Regions from separate parts of the Mus musculus genome. Here regions 1 and 2 are each linked to region 3. The links are chromatin contacts, called in public promoter capture Hi-C maps. All regions are on one chromosome and are shown on one strand. Each heading gives the region's core, a stretch centred on a gene start, on an enhancer-like site or on the middle of the called end of the contact. The rest is flanking DNA. Distances are from core to core; before and after follow the strand shown.

What was found. Promoter capture Hi-C pulls out the DNA fragments that hold promoters and counts their contacts.
Region 1: a promoter capture Hi-C map of stem cell-derived epiblast-like cells shows a contact between it and region 3, with 2.8 times the contacts expected there. The contact joins the promoter of Tmem41b here to the promoter of Nrip3 in region 3. A contact is called at or near these places in 8 of 39 promoter capture datasets (the 3T3-L1 cell line, cranial neural crest, embryonic stem cells and 4 more), 5 of 484 Hi-C or Micro-C datasets (the G1E-ER4 cell line, the N1E-115 cell line, Th1 cells and 2 more), 4 of 115 datasets of contacts at active chromatin or transcription factors (effector CD8 T cells, embryonic hindbrain, embryonic stem cells and 1 more) and 2 of 9 other capture datasets (liver and pancreatic islet).
Region 2: a promoter capture Hi-C map of cranial neural crest shows a contact between it and region 3, with 3 times the contacts expected there. The contact joins the enhancer-like site here to the promoter of Nrip3 in region 3. A contact is called at or near these places in 4 of 39 promoter capture datasets (the C10 cell line, cranial neural crest, frontonasal cranial neural crest and 1 more), 3 of 484 Hi-C or Micro-C datasets (the G1E-ER4 cell line, the HL-1 cell line and Sertoli cells) and 1 of 115 datasets of contacts at active chromatin or transcription factors (embryonic stem cells).

The regions. Positions count from the first base shown.
Region 1 is chr7:109,983,768-109,987,988 of GRCm38.p6, reverse strand. It overlaps Tmem41b (transmembrane protein 41B), which reads left to right and starts at 1,759. Exons shown (of 7, transcript NM_153525.5): 1 at 1,759-2,027. The coding sequence starts at 1,907.
Region 2 is chr7:109,534,845-109,538,597 of GRCm38.p6, reverse strand. Denn2b (DENN domain containing 2B) reads left to right here. Exons shown (of 20, transcript NM_001001326.1): 11 at 253-322; 12 at 3,227-3,304. Among named protein-coding and RNA genes, the nearest start is that of Snora3, 17 kb to the right of the region's middle. Within about 2 kb of position 2,022, at least 96 of the 459 cell types and tissues checked have an H3K27ac peak or open chromatin away from gene starts, as enhancers often do. A contact at or near this core is called in neural stem cells, where this site is marked.
Region 3 is chr7:109,779,659-109,783,548 of GRCm38.p6, reverse strand. Nrip3 (nuclear receptor interacting protein 3) reads left to right here and starts at 2,004. Exons shown (of 7, transcript NM_020610.1): 1 at 2,004-2,249. The coding sequence starts at 2,076.

The DNA.
Region 1 (4,221 bases), core at 510-3,009, 200 kb before region 3:
GATCTCATTTGTAAGCCACAATGTGGTTGCTGGGAATTGAACTCAGGACCTCTGGAAAAGCAGTCAGAGCTCTTAACCACTGAGCCATTTCTCCAGTCCCAGGTGTTCACTTTTTTTTTTTTTTTTTTTGGTTTTTCGAGACAGGGTTTCTCTACAGCCCTGGCTGTCCTAGAACTCACTCTGTAGACCAGGCTGGCCTCAAACTCAGAATTTCACCTGCCTCTGCCTAGCAAGTGCTGGGATTAAAGGTATGCACCACCATGCCCGGTCACGTATTCACTTTTTATAAAATGATTTTTTGTTTCTTTTTAATTTTAATTTTATTAACACTACACTTACTGCTGCGTGCTTGAATGTTATGTTGAAATCAGAGGACGCCAGGCTATGGTGGCGTACGCCTTTAATCCCAGAATTTGTGAGCCAGAGGCAGGGGAATTTCTGAGTTCAAGGTCAGCCTGACAGCCTGGTCTACAGAGCGAGTTGCAGGACAGCCAGGGCTACACAGAGAAACCCTGTCTCAAACCGCCCCCCCCCCCAAAAAAAAGTAATCAGAGGACAACTTCCAAGAGTTAGTTCTCACCTACTGCTATTAGGTCTCAGAGACCGAAATAAGCCTGTCAAGTTTAAGAGACAAATACTTCTACGCACTGAGCTGCCAATTCTCTAGATATCAGATTATTTCTTCTAAGTGTAATTACTGCTTAAGAACAATCCAATTCCCCACTCCCCCTTTTTGTCCAAATTTTAAAATACACTGCTAAGTTACTTTCACGAAGAAATTCCCCACTATTACCTTCGATACCTGCTTTTAAAAAAGATAACGAAAAAAATGTCAATTGGATAGGGGCATCGCTCAGCAACAGAATGGTGTGGTTTGTATGCCCAAGGTCTAAGATTATATCGACAGCAAGAACAAAACAAAACAGGGCTGGAGAGATGGCTCAGTGGTTAAGAGCACCGACTGCCCTTCCGAAGTCTTGAATTCAAATCCCAGCAACCACATGGTGGCTCACAAACATCCGTAATGAGATCTGATGCCCTCTTCTGGTCTGTCTGAAGACAGCTACAGTGTACTTAGATATAATAATAAATAAATCTTAAAAAAAAAAAAGAACAAGACAAAGCAAAATCCTAAAGAAGAGGTGACTCTAATATACTTACCAGTGAGAAGCTGGATATGAGGGGCAGAAGGAGAAAAACTGTCAAGAAGCTATGCCTTGGCTCAGGAAACGCCAAAATATAGCGAGTAAGGGTGAATTTACTTTGGACAGGTGAGTGAAAAACCTTGGACTCTAAACTAATTTCTGTCACTCTGTGATCTTCTTTGTTTCTAGGTCTCAATTTTGTGAGATTCAGGTACGTTTGTCTCATGTTTTAAATTTTACACGATTTTAAGAACAGGCTTCCAGCTTCCACAGCGCTTGTAACCCATTTGCTGCGGAACGAATGGAATCTCCAACACCAACTAGTCGCGCGCAGACACTTCCGGTTGGCGGAACAAAGAGTCTGAAGTACTCGAGCCTCACTTCCGTGTGACGAAAGCTACGCGGAGAAGTCGGACCTTAGGCCGCAGACCCATGACTTGCCAATGCGATATTGCTCATGCGCCCTACACCAGCGAGGTGGGCGGGGCCCCGGAGGGGGCGGGGTCGGCCCTGACTTGTCTCGCGGTTACTGGGCGTGCGGGAGCGCGCGAGGTTCGTGGGCGGTTCTGGGCGGGCCCTCACCTGATATCTCTGGAAGGCTCCGCCGAGTGTCAAGTTTTCGAGGTCGTCTCAGGTGAGGTGGTCGTGCCGGAAGTAGTTGTGCCTCGCGCCTGGGTGTTGAAAGAAAGCTGCGGGAGGAGCTTTAGTCATTCAAGGGGGCGCGGCACCAGTAGGAGCTCTTCGCGGCCCCCGCAGCAGCCATGGCGAAAGGCAGAGTGGCTGATCGATCGCCCACCGAAATGTTGCACTCGACCCCAGCCGGGGACCGGGCAGTGAGGACCCAGGGTTCCGCCGCGCCTGGCAGCAAAGATCATCTGAACGGTGAGTGGACCTGCGGGACGGGGCTGAGGCTGCCCTAAAGATTAGGACCCCGTGGTGCAGGTCGCAGGGAAAGAGGGACCTTTCAGCACCGAAGCATCTCAGCAAGAGAGTCCTGTACTTGGCGGGGAACCCAGCATGACAGAGGGCTAGACTCCTCCTAGTTAGTTTTTTCTCAATAGACTTTAGTCAAAGGAAGCGGTGACCCCGACTTGTGACACCAAATAGACCGGTTCGTTATCCAGGCCACCCAGACAGGTATTTGAGAGACTTGAGCTTTCGTTGTATTGTTTTACAGATGAACATACTGAGGACTATGCAGCTCCATGACTTGTGTAGAGTCACAGAGCCACACTAAGGTTGTGATTAAGAGCAAAGACTTGCCCTTCCAGGTGCCACTTGAAAGTGTCAGATTCTAGCCGGTGGTAGTTGTAGTTGCGCGTCCTTTTAATCCAGTTCTCCGGAGACAGACAAGTTCCAGGTTACACAGAGAAAACCCTGCCTCGAAAAAAACACAACATTTTCAGCTCTTGTGTTTCCATTTAACCTGGTTTGTAACTTAAAAAAAAAAAATTGTTTGATTTGTTTTCAAGCTAAGTAGCCCTGGTTGTATTGGAGGACCTTGCTCTGTAGATTAGACTGGCCTCTAAGGCAAAGAATGGCTTCCTTCAGCCTCCCAAGTACTTGGATCCAAGGCGTGCAGGCGTACACTACCGCCTTGTTTTTTTTTTTGTTTTTTTTGTTTTTTTTTTTTTTGGTCTTTCAAGACAGGGTTTCTCTGTATAGCCCTGGCTGTCCTGGAACTCACTCTGTAGATCAGGCTGGCCTCGAACTCAGAAATCGTCTGCCTCTGCCTCTCAAGTGCTGAGATTAAAGGCGTGTGCCACCACTGCACGGCCTTCGCCTTGTACTTTTTTTTTTTTTAATTTATTTATTACATGTAAGTACACAGTAGCTGTCTTCAGACACACCAGAAGAGGGTATCAGATCACGTTACAGATGCTTGTGAACCACCATGTGGTTGCTGGGATTTGAACTCTGGACCTTTGGAAGAGCAGTCGGGTGCTCTTACCCACTGAGCCATCTCACCAGCCCCCTCCCTGCCTTCTACTTTTTAAAAGACCTTGTTTGGTTCTGTAGGTCAAGCTGATTTGGAACTCAGAGATCCACCAGCCTTAGTTTTCTCAAGTACTTGGATTAAAGGAGTAGACCACCTGCAGAGATGGATTTGTAACTTTTAAAAAGTATCTGAGCTGGGCGTGGTGGCACACACGCCTTTAATCCCAGGGGATTTCTGAGTTCGAGGCCAGCCTGGTCTACAAAGTGAGTTCCAGAACAGCCAGGGCTATACAGAGAAACCCTGTCTCAAAATAACCAAAAAAGAAAAAGTATCTGAATTTTAAAACGAGAATAGTTATTTGCTTGGTTGATGCAAGGGTGTAAACAAAACAGTTCACCTAAACATAGCTTCTGTGGAGTGGTGGCCTGCCTCTATTATTCTGGAGGCAGAGGAAGGTGGCTCTCTATTGAGTTCTAGGTCAGCCTGGTCTACAAGAGTATCAGGACAGCCAGGTATGTTACAAGGAGAAACCCTGTCTCAAAGCAAACCAACTAAAACCCAAAACAATAACAAAAAACACCCAACGAAGTAACTAAGGAATACGGGGACTCATTCATAAATTGTTTTAGTCTCGTACACTAACCTGAAATTTCTTGGCTCTGTATAGTTTTAAGGGGAAAATATAAGCTCTTTGATTTTGTAATGGCTTAACATTATTCATTGCTTTTCAGCAACTGTAATGATTTCATCCTTTTACGTGCCTTTGAAGCTCAAACATCTGAAGTGATTAGAACAAATAGCCATTAAATTGTTTGCAGCTCACTCACACTGCTGTCTTCCATTGCTACTAATGGCCAAAATGGTGGTCTTGTAAGAAGAATATGTAGTGGAGAGGCAGGTCAGATGGTTAGCTGGAAAGCCTAAGCAAGCACACTGCTGTTCTTGGAGAAAACCTGGTTCAGTTCCCAACATGCACATGTCTGCTTATCTGTAACTCCAGTTTCAGGGTACCTAGGGCCATCTTTTGGATGACTTGCACTCACTCCCACCCCCACACAAATTGTACATGCAGGGAGATACATATAGGGAGATAAGTCCTTTGATTACATTTTTGAGTTATAGGTCAGCCTTGTCTAC
Region 2 (3,753 bases), core at 773-3,272, 240 kb after region 3:
CTGTGTCAGACACACCAGAAGAGGGCATTGGATCCCATTACACATGGTTATGAACCACCAAGTGGTTGTTGGGAATTGAACTCAGGACATGTGGGAGAGCAGTCAGTGTCTCTTAACTGCTGAGGCATCTCTCCAGCCCTCACCCTACTTTCTTAAAGTAACCTGAAGTGACAGTCCCTATTTTAGGAGGCACGTCCTGAGTGTTCTTCATGACTTCTTTGATACCAGAGCTCTCCCTCTTTCCTGTTTCAGTGAAACCTTTTCTTTCATGCTGACTGGGGAAGATGGCAGCAGGCGCTTTGGCTATTGTAGGCGCTTACTGGTGAGTAAGACTATTCGGTTCTCAGAGGTTGGTGGGGAGGGGAGGCCAGGACATTTGTATATCTCTCTAGATCCTTCTGCAGCATTAGCCTGTGTGAAAGCCTGTGATCTTTTAAACCTGTCCCTAGTACATGCACTTGCACAGTTGAGGGACTCCTGGGATAGCAGGGTGCAGGGTAGCCTATCTGACCAGACCCTGGGATCTAAGATTATATGCAATGATTGAAAGGACAGATCAACTTCTGCTTGGTTGTAAATCATTTTAGCTTTCTTGACTATTCTCTGTATTCGTCTTCCTTGGATTGTCATCTTAGATTGCTGACCTCTAGATATGATCATGTCACCCCACAGTTTATATTTACTCACTCCACGCCTGGCCATGATGTTGGGAGGAGCTCTATCTATGCTCTGGTAGGGCTGCAGTCTGAGCAGGGACTGAGGGGCATACCTCCTCTGGGGTTCTTGGAGAAAAATTTTGAACTTAGGGGAAAGATGTTGACTTTTGAAAATAAAAACTTTTTTTTCTCCCCAAAGAGCAATCTCTGTTTCTATCATTCCGGGGAAGGGGGTTGCTGTAGATCTACAAAGAACTAGTGGGAGAACAGACCCCAGGGCCTGTCTTCCCTTTTATTTTCCTCAAAGGTCAGTCATTGGGTTGTTGACAATGTTCTTTGGTTTCCAGGTATTAGTAGGAGAAGGCTGTGTCAGCTACCAGTCTAGAGAGAGATCCTAGACAGGAGCCTAAGAGTCCTAAAAGAAGGGTTTCGGGGCATCCATCCAACCATCCATCCACAAGCATTCATTGTATACCTGTTGTAGGTCAGGACATATCCTAAAAGTATATACACAAAAGTCTAGCATGTATCCTACCCTCGGTGTACCATAGCTAGTCTAGTAGAGGACGCCAACTTTTAGTATTGAATGGAAGGGCTGTGGAAGTAAAATTTTGCTTAGAATTTGTCATGTTCCAGGAGAGATGCTTCACTGGATTTATGTCTCTTATTTTTAAACATCTTTATGATAGCCTGTGGAGTACTATTAACTCTGACCCTGTAAATTAAGAAATTAAAACTCCAAGATGGAATGACTTGCCCAAGGTCACACAACTGTGAGGTGCGAGCCAGAACTGACTTCCAAATCCTTTATCACCAGTCTGGCATTCTTGAATCCCTACCCCAACCCCCAGAGGATGATCTAGGGAGAAAATGATATTTGGATATTGAATGCCGTGTGTGCTGAGGGACAGGGAAGGGGTCCAGATGCCAGGCTGGGAGTCAGGCAAAGACCAGCATGTGCCTGGATCCCTAGGGCATTGGAGAACATCGTAAAGGCTGCCTTTGACAGCACAGGGATGGAACAGAGCTGTGCTCTTTTGCAGTGGGCCTGCTGCCCCTAGGGAAGAGCATGTTTGTCCTGGCGCACTCAGAGAGGGCCTGGGCTGGGTCCCTGCCAAGGGGGCTGGCACTGGCTCGGCATTCCTGCAGATTGGACACAATGATTCTAACCCAAATCCCACATACTTGATTTAATCACTTGGGGCTTTAGGGGAGGTGGGGAGTGGGGAAGGGAAAGAGAGAGGAGTAAGTTTCAAGCCTAATATGGACAAAACAGATTCTGCCTTCTCTTTAGATCTGTGACTGTGGCCAGCAGGTTTGGAGACTGAAATAGCCCCATCTGTATTTGCTTAGCAGCCTGCATGAGGGGCCAGCACCTGCTGTTTTGCTCCCTCCCCACTAGGCCTTGCCAGGCACTCCAGGCCTCTGAACCCAGAGGCGGCCGTGGGGTCCTGCCAGCTCCTTGCTGGAGAATGAACTCACTCTAGTCTAACAGGGTTGCGCCCGCCTGCCTGGGGTGCTCACAGTATGTTTCTCTTCCTTCAGCTACGAACCTTTTAAACCCCTTTCCTTTTTGTTCTCTTTCACTTCATAGCATACCTCTACCCTGTGTCTGTGTTCCTTTCCCTCCTTCCTATCAGAAAACAGCATGTTTGGAGGTAAGACAGCAAGACGAAAGGCTGCACAGACTCCTGGCTACAGCCTTCTACTTATGCAAGCTTAGGCAATGGCTTAATCTTCATGAACTCAGCTGTCTCCTCTATAAAACTGGGTGATAATGCCACTCTCATACTCTTTTTGTATATAGTACCAGCGCTAGGACTCTGTTTTAGGAAACATTTCATAGAAAGTCATTCCCTTCTCTTGTTTTGCTTTTGCCTTCCTTGGGCTCGGATCAAAGGGAGAAAAGAGGTATTTTGCAGTTTCCCTCATGATGATGGGGAGGGAGAGATAAGGCCACATGTCCTGTTCCTAAAAGTGTCCACAGTCCCTTCTTAGGGGCTGGAGAGATGGCTCAGTGGTTAAGAGCCCTGGTTGCTCTTGCAGAGGACTCTGATTAGATTCTCAGCACCTACATGGTGGTTTACAAATGTCTGAAACCCCAGTTCCAGGGGATCCAGTGCCCTCCTTTGGCTCCATGGGCACAGGGCATACCTGTGATACACATACAAACATGCAGCAAAAACACTTATGCATAAAATAAAATGAATTAATCAAAAAAGATTAAATTTTTTAAAAAAAGTCATGAGTCCTTCTTGACATCACATCCTTTTGGGTAGCATCCTTAGGGGTGTAGATTCACAAATCACCCTGTAATCTCTGCCATGCTGCTGTGTCCTCTGCTAGCCACTAACTGTTTTCCTGGGATAAAGGATAGCGCCTACCTGGAGCTTGGCAGGAGATTGAGTGTGCCCTCTGGGGAGAGTGGCCTTTCTTTGGGAATCTGGTTGAGTTTAGATGTTTGGAGTCATCCTTACTAGAAGGACTATACTTAATGATCGGGTCCAGAGAAAATGAGACAGTTGTGGTATTCACACAGTCTTTGTCTCTCCTTCTCTCCTCCTCTCCAGCCAAGTGGGAAAGGGCCTCGGTTGCCAGAGGTGTACTGTGTCATCAGCCGCCTAGGCTGCTTCGGTTTGTTTTCCAAGGTAAGATGCTGACTTTCTCCCCATCCCCGTGACAGCTCTCATAGGAGTCTGCAGATAGCCTAGATAAGAAAAATGCCTATGTGAGAGAAAGGGCGTACAGAGCAAGTACAGGTGGGCTCTCAGAATCCTGTGTTCCCAAGCCTGGCTTACTACCTAGCTGCCTGGCATTTCCCCAACTCCTGGGTTGATGCTGACTGCTCTGTGGTAGCCCAGCCTGGTCCATGGACAGAGCAGGAGTCCTTTGAGAAGCCAGGAGTGCTCAGGAAGCTGTTTCATGGTGCTATTTCTTTTGCCCTGATGTTTCCTTCTTGGGGACTAAAGCAGGCCACCAAGGGAACTGAATGGTCATTGAGGGCCAAGAGAAACAGGAAGGGTACAAGATCCTGGCAGGACAGCTTTTGTGTCTCCAGGCTTCTGGTCCAGCTTGGTCAGAGACCAGGTTGCCCTCT
Region 3 (3,890 bases), core at 755-3,254:
CAAGCCATATGGACCCTCTGTGCTGGGCTGTTCTGACACCCTGCCAAGAACGGAAGCACCGGTCGGTCGGTCCTAGACAGACAAGGCAGGGCTGTCTTTCACAGTTCCCTAGGTGAACAACCAGGCGGGGACCCAGGCAACAGGACAGAAAGGAACCAGGGCAACTGCTAGTAAAGTGTGCCAGAGGACTGGAAAGTGAGCAGCCTGCGTGTGGAAAAGCCCCCTGCCCTGGGGCTTCCTTGAAACTAGGTAAGCAGCTTCCTTTATTTGTTTTCTTACAAGCAGTCTGTGTGCCCTAAAAACTAGGGCAGGGGATTAAGCAGGTCCATGAGTTGAGGCCAGCTATTCCAGGTCTGGGAAGGCCAGCACAGGTTGTGAAGAGAGGTCCTGCTCTGCTTCTTGTTTTCCTGAGACGCAACCTTAACTTGTTGTCATGCTTGTACTAGTGCTTATTGATAGCGTTCTAGGCATTGGGGGTTTGAGGCTAAGCAATAAGGAGGAAGCACAACTTATGTCAGAGATGTCCTGGGAAAGAAGCAAAGATTGAGCCGAGGTGTGAAAGAAGCATAGATCACTGAAGAGGGTGAGAGGGGACATCCCACGCAGAGGGCACTCCAAAGACAAGCCACTTGGCAACAGGGAGAAAGACTTCTCCCTGGTACTGGAAGAAAACTCAAGATGCTGAAGTGCAGAATGAAGTCACAGAAGAGGGTGTGTGGGTCGTTCCATCAAGAGCAGACACCTTTTGGGGTGCTCTTAACAGGATTGTGGTGGTACTTGGAGAATACTTTAAGAGCGTGAGCAATGGAAAGGAAAAGTCAGAGACATTTGGAGGCAGACTGGCTGGTTTGAGTATCTGCCTGCATAAAGAGGATAGTGTCGAATGCTATCTCATAGCTGCTGCCCTTCACTGAGATACTGCACTGCAAGTGTTCATTCTAGTATCCAGCTCACAACCAGAAAAGCTCAGTGAGTGTCATTATTGAGATGTATGGTGCTTTCAGGGTGCAGATCTTTTCTGATTCATGCCCGCTTCTTTGAGGTGAAGAGTGGAGTGGTGATTCCCACATGTAGAAATGTGACTTGTACTAAGTCATATGTCAAGACTCCAACCCAGAAGGAGCAGAACATTCCTTTTAGAATGGCTAAAAAATATGAATGAGTCTCAAAGAAAAATGGCTTTCAATCTATATTCCACCTCCACCCCTCAGTGTAAAATCTAGTGTTCACAGTGAAAACAAACACCACACACACACACAGACACACACACACACACACACACACACACACACACACACACACAGATGCTTTCTTGGTGTTCTGAAAAGCAGGTGTGCTCCCAGAGAAGTGAAGGGTGAAGGCTCCAGACCAGACCTGCCTCCCCAACCTCTGGTGCTGGGCTCAGACAGAGGGTGCCAAGAGGAGGATGGGGTCCCCGGAAGGCCCCGCTCCAGCCCATCCTCCTGGCCCCCTCCGCAGTCACGTGGCCCAGTGGGTGGGGACCGACCTGAAGTTGGAGGAATCCGGAGCTCTCCCAACTTCAGAGCACAGAGGTACAACTCTGAGAAGCCGAGCATGGCTCAGCTGTCAGTCATCCCGGGATCGGCCGCGGCGTGGACAGGTGAGCTGAGAGCCCGAAGGAGCCGACTAGGGTGGAAGGGGCTAGGCTGCCGGAGCACAGGGCCCCACAGCCCATTCTATGCAATGCGTGCAGGGCAGGGCAACCCACGCGGGAGAGGGGACAGTTGGGCGAAGCGGTTCCGCTAGACCCTCAGCGCCCCGGGGTCAGTCTGTCGGCCGTAGGCTGCTCCGAGCTAGCTTTTTCCTCAGGATGGGTGATGGAGTAAAGGTGGGTGGTTGACGCTGATAGACCCCACCCTCGTTCCTGAACCTGCGCCAGAGGGGCGGGACGCTTTGCTGGCCACGCCTTCTCCCGCGCGCACTGGCTGCTCCCCATGACGTCACGCTCGGATATAAAAGGCGCGGGAGCCGGCTCCCGCGGCGCTGTCCAGGAGCTCGAGGTTGAAGGTGCTTGGCAGGGGACACCCGGCCGCCCGGCCGCGGGCGTTTCAGCGATGTTTTACTCAGGACTCCTCACCGAGGGCGGCCGCAAGGAGACAGACATGCGGGAAGCGGCGTCCCTGCGGCAGCAGCGCCGGATGAAGCAGGCGGTGCAGTTCATCCACAAGGACTCAGCCGACCTGCTGCCCCTGGACGGCCTCAAAAAGCTGGGCTCGTCCAAGGACACGGTGAGCTCCCCACATCGGCCACACCCGTCACGGGCCTCTGGGCCACCACTGCCGCCCAGGCCCTTACTGTCACTTTCACTGAGTCACCGACCAGGCTTGTCGCTATCCACTCCCTGGCGGGTGCTCCGGCAAAACCCCTCCCTATCTATCTATCAAGGTGCTTTTCTTGCCTGTTCTCCTTTGGCGCAGTCTCCTCTCTCCCGACTCTCCCCTTCATGTGTAAGGAAGAAAGAGACCCTACCTTATTGCCCTCAAATCTCCTCTCCACTGGCTTATCTAGAATCTAAAATTTGGCTCCTGGAGCTGGAGCTTCATCACAAGTCCTGCCTCCCACTGCCTCCTCACAGGCTGCGTGCGTGGCCAGTTGTGTCCCAGACTAAGGTGATTGAGAAACAGTGAAAAGCGAGGTTTCTTCACAGTTGCTGAATATATATATATGCTTTGGTTAATTCTATTGTGACCCCCTCCCCGCCGCCCCAAATGTACTTAGTTTAGTCTTAATCTACCTTTGATTTTCTACCCTGGATGGGGGAGTGGGGTGAGAGAGGGGAATAGGGGTCAAGCGCAAATCTTTCCAGAACCTAAACATCTCTTCACACTCTCAGCTCTCCCTCTTCCCTCTAAAGACTGGGAAGATGGAGGAAGCCCTGACTGCTTCATCTCACAGACCAGATAATGCATGTAGATAGTTGGAGCTGGGGCTGTTGCAGTCTTTTTATTTCTGGCAGTATTATTCTTGGTATTAAGTAGAAGTTCAGGATGTGGGCCAGAATCCAAAACCATATTGTCCTCCATCCATTGAATAAGGGTGAATGGCTGAGGGATGTGACCTATATTTAATTCTCTTCCCCTGCTCACAAATTTATATGTAACTTTGTAGCTTCATTTGGAGTTGTTGTTATTTGGAAAAAGATTTTTTTTAATGAGACATCAGAATCTTGATCTGTATAATCTAGGCTGGCTTGAATCTCATCACATAGCCCATATTGGCTTCTAATTTTTAATTCTCCTGTCTCAGCCTCATGATTGCTGAGATTATAAGGTGTATATCATCACTCCTAGCTTTGTGGGTTTTTTTTATTTATAGTTTCCTTATTATCTGTGGAAAATTTTGTGAAACATCAATTAAATGTCTTTTGCAATAGAAATAAATGCTCTGGATAATCTTCCTAGTATTTTTATATTTTGAGCTTCTGAAATGCTTAATTGTGGTTGTTGGCCTAGGTTCACTGAAATTGCTATTTCTGGCCCCAGTATGGCAACAGAGGCAAGAGCTCCTTCCCCCATCAATAGTTCTAACAATTCATCAATACCAAAGATTTTCCCTGCCTGCCATTAGATACACTTATGAAGGGAAAATTACTCCAGTTATCTTACTCTGTTTTTAAAAGCTGTTTTTCTGTTGTGCCTGGGTATAGGTGATCTAGTCATGTTAACTGAGAGTGATCTCATTAAAGTTTATTCCTACCAAAGAGATAGCTCTTTCTTCCTTCTTTCACTTTAAAGCATTCATGATTCATTTAGCAAATTCAGTCCGAATCTTCTCACCTTCAGAACAAACTAATCCTATTCAATAAAGTGGAGGGTATTATTAGAAGAATCAAAATGCGGACTTTTAGAATGTTGGATCGAAGGCACTAA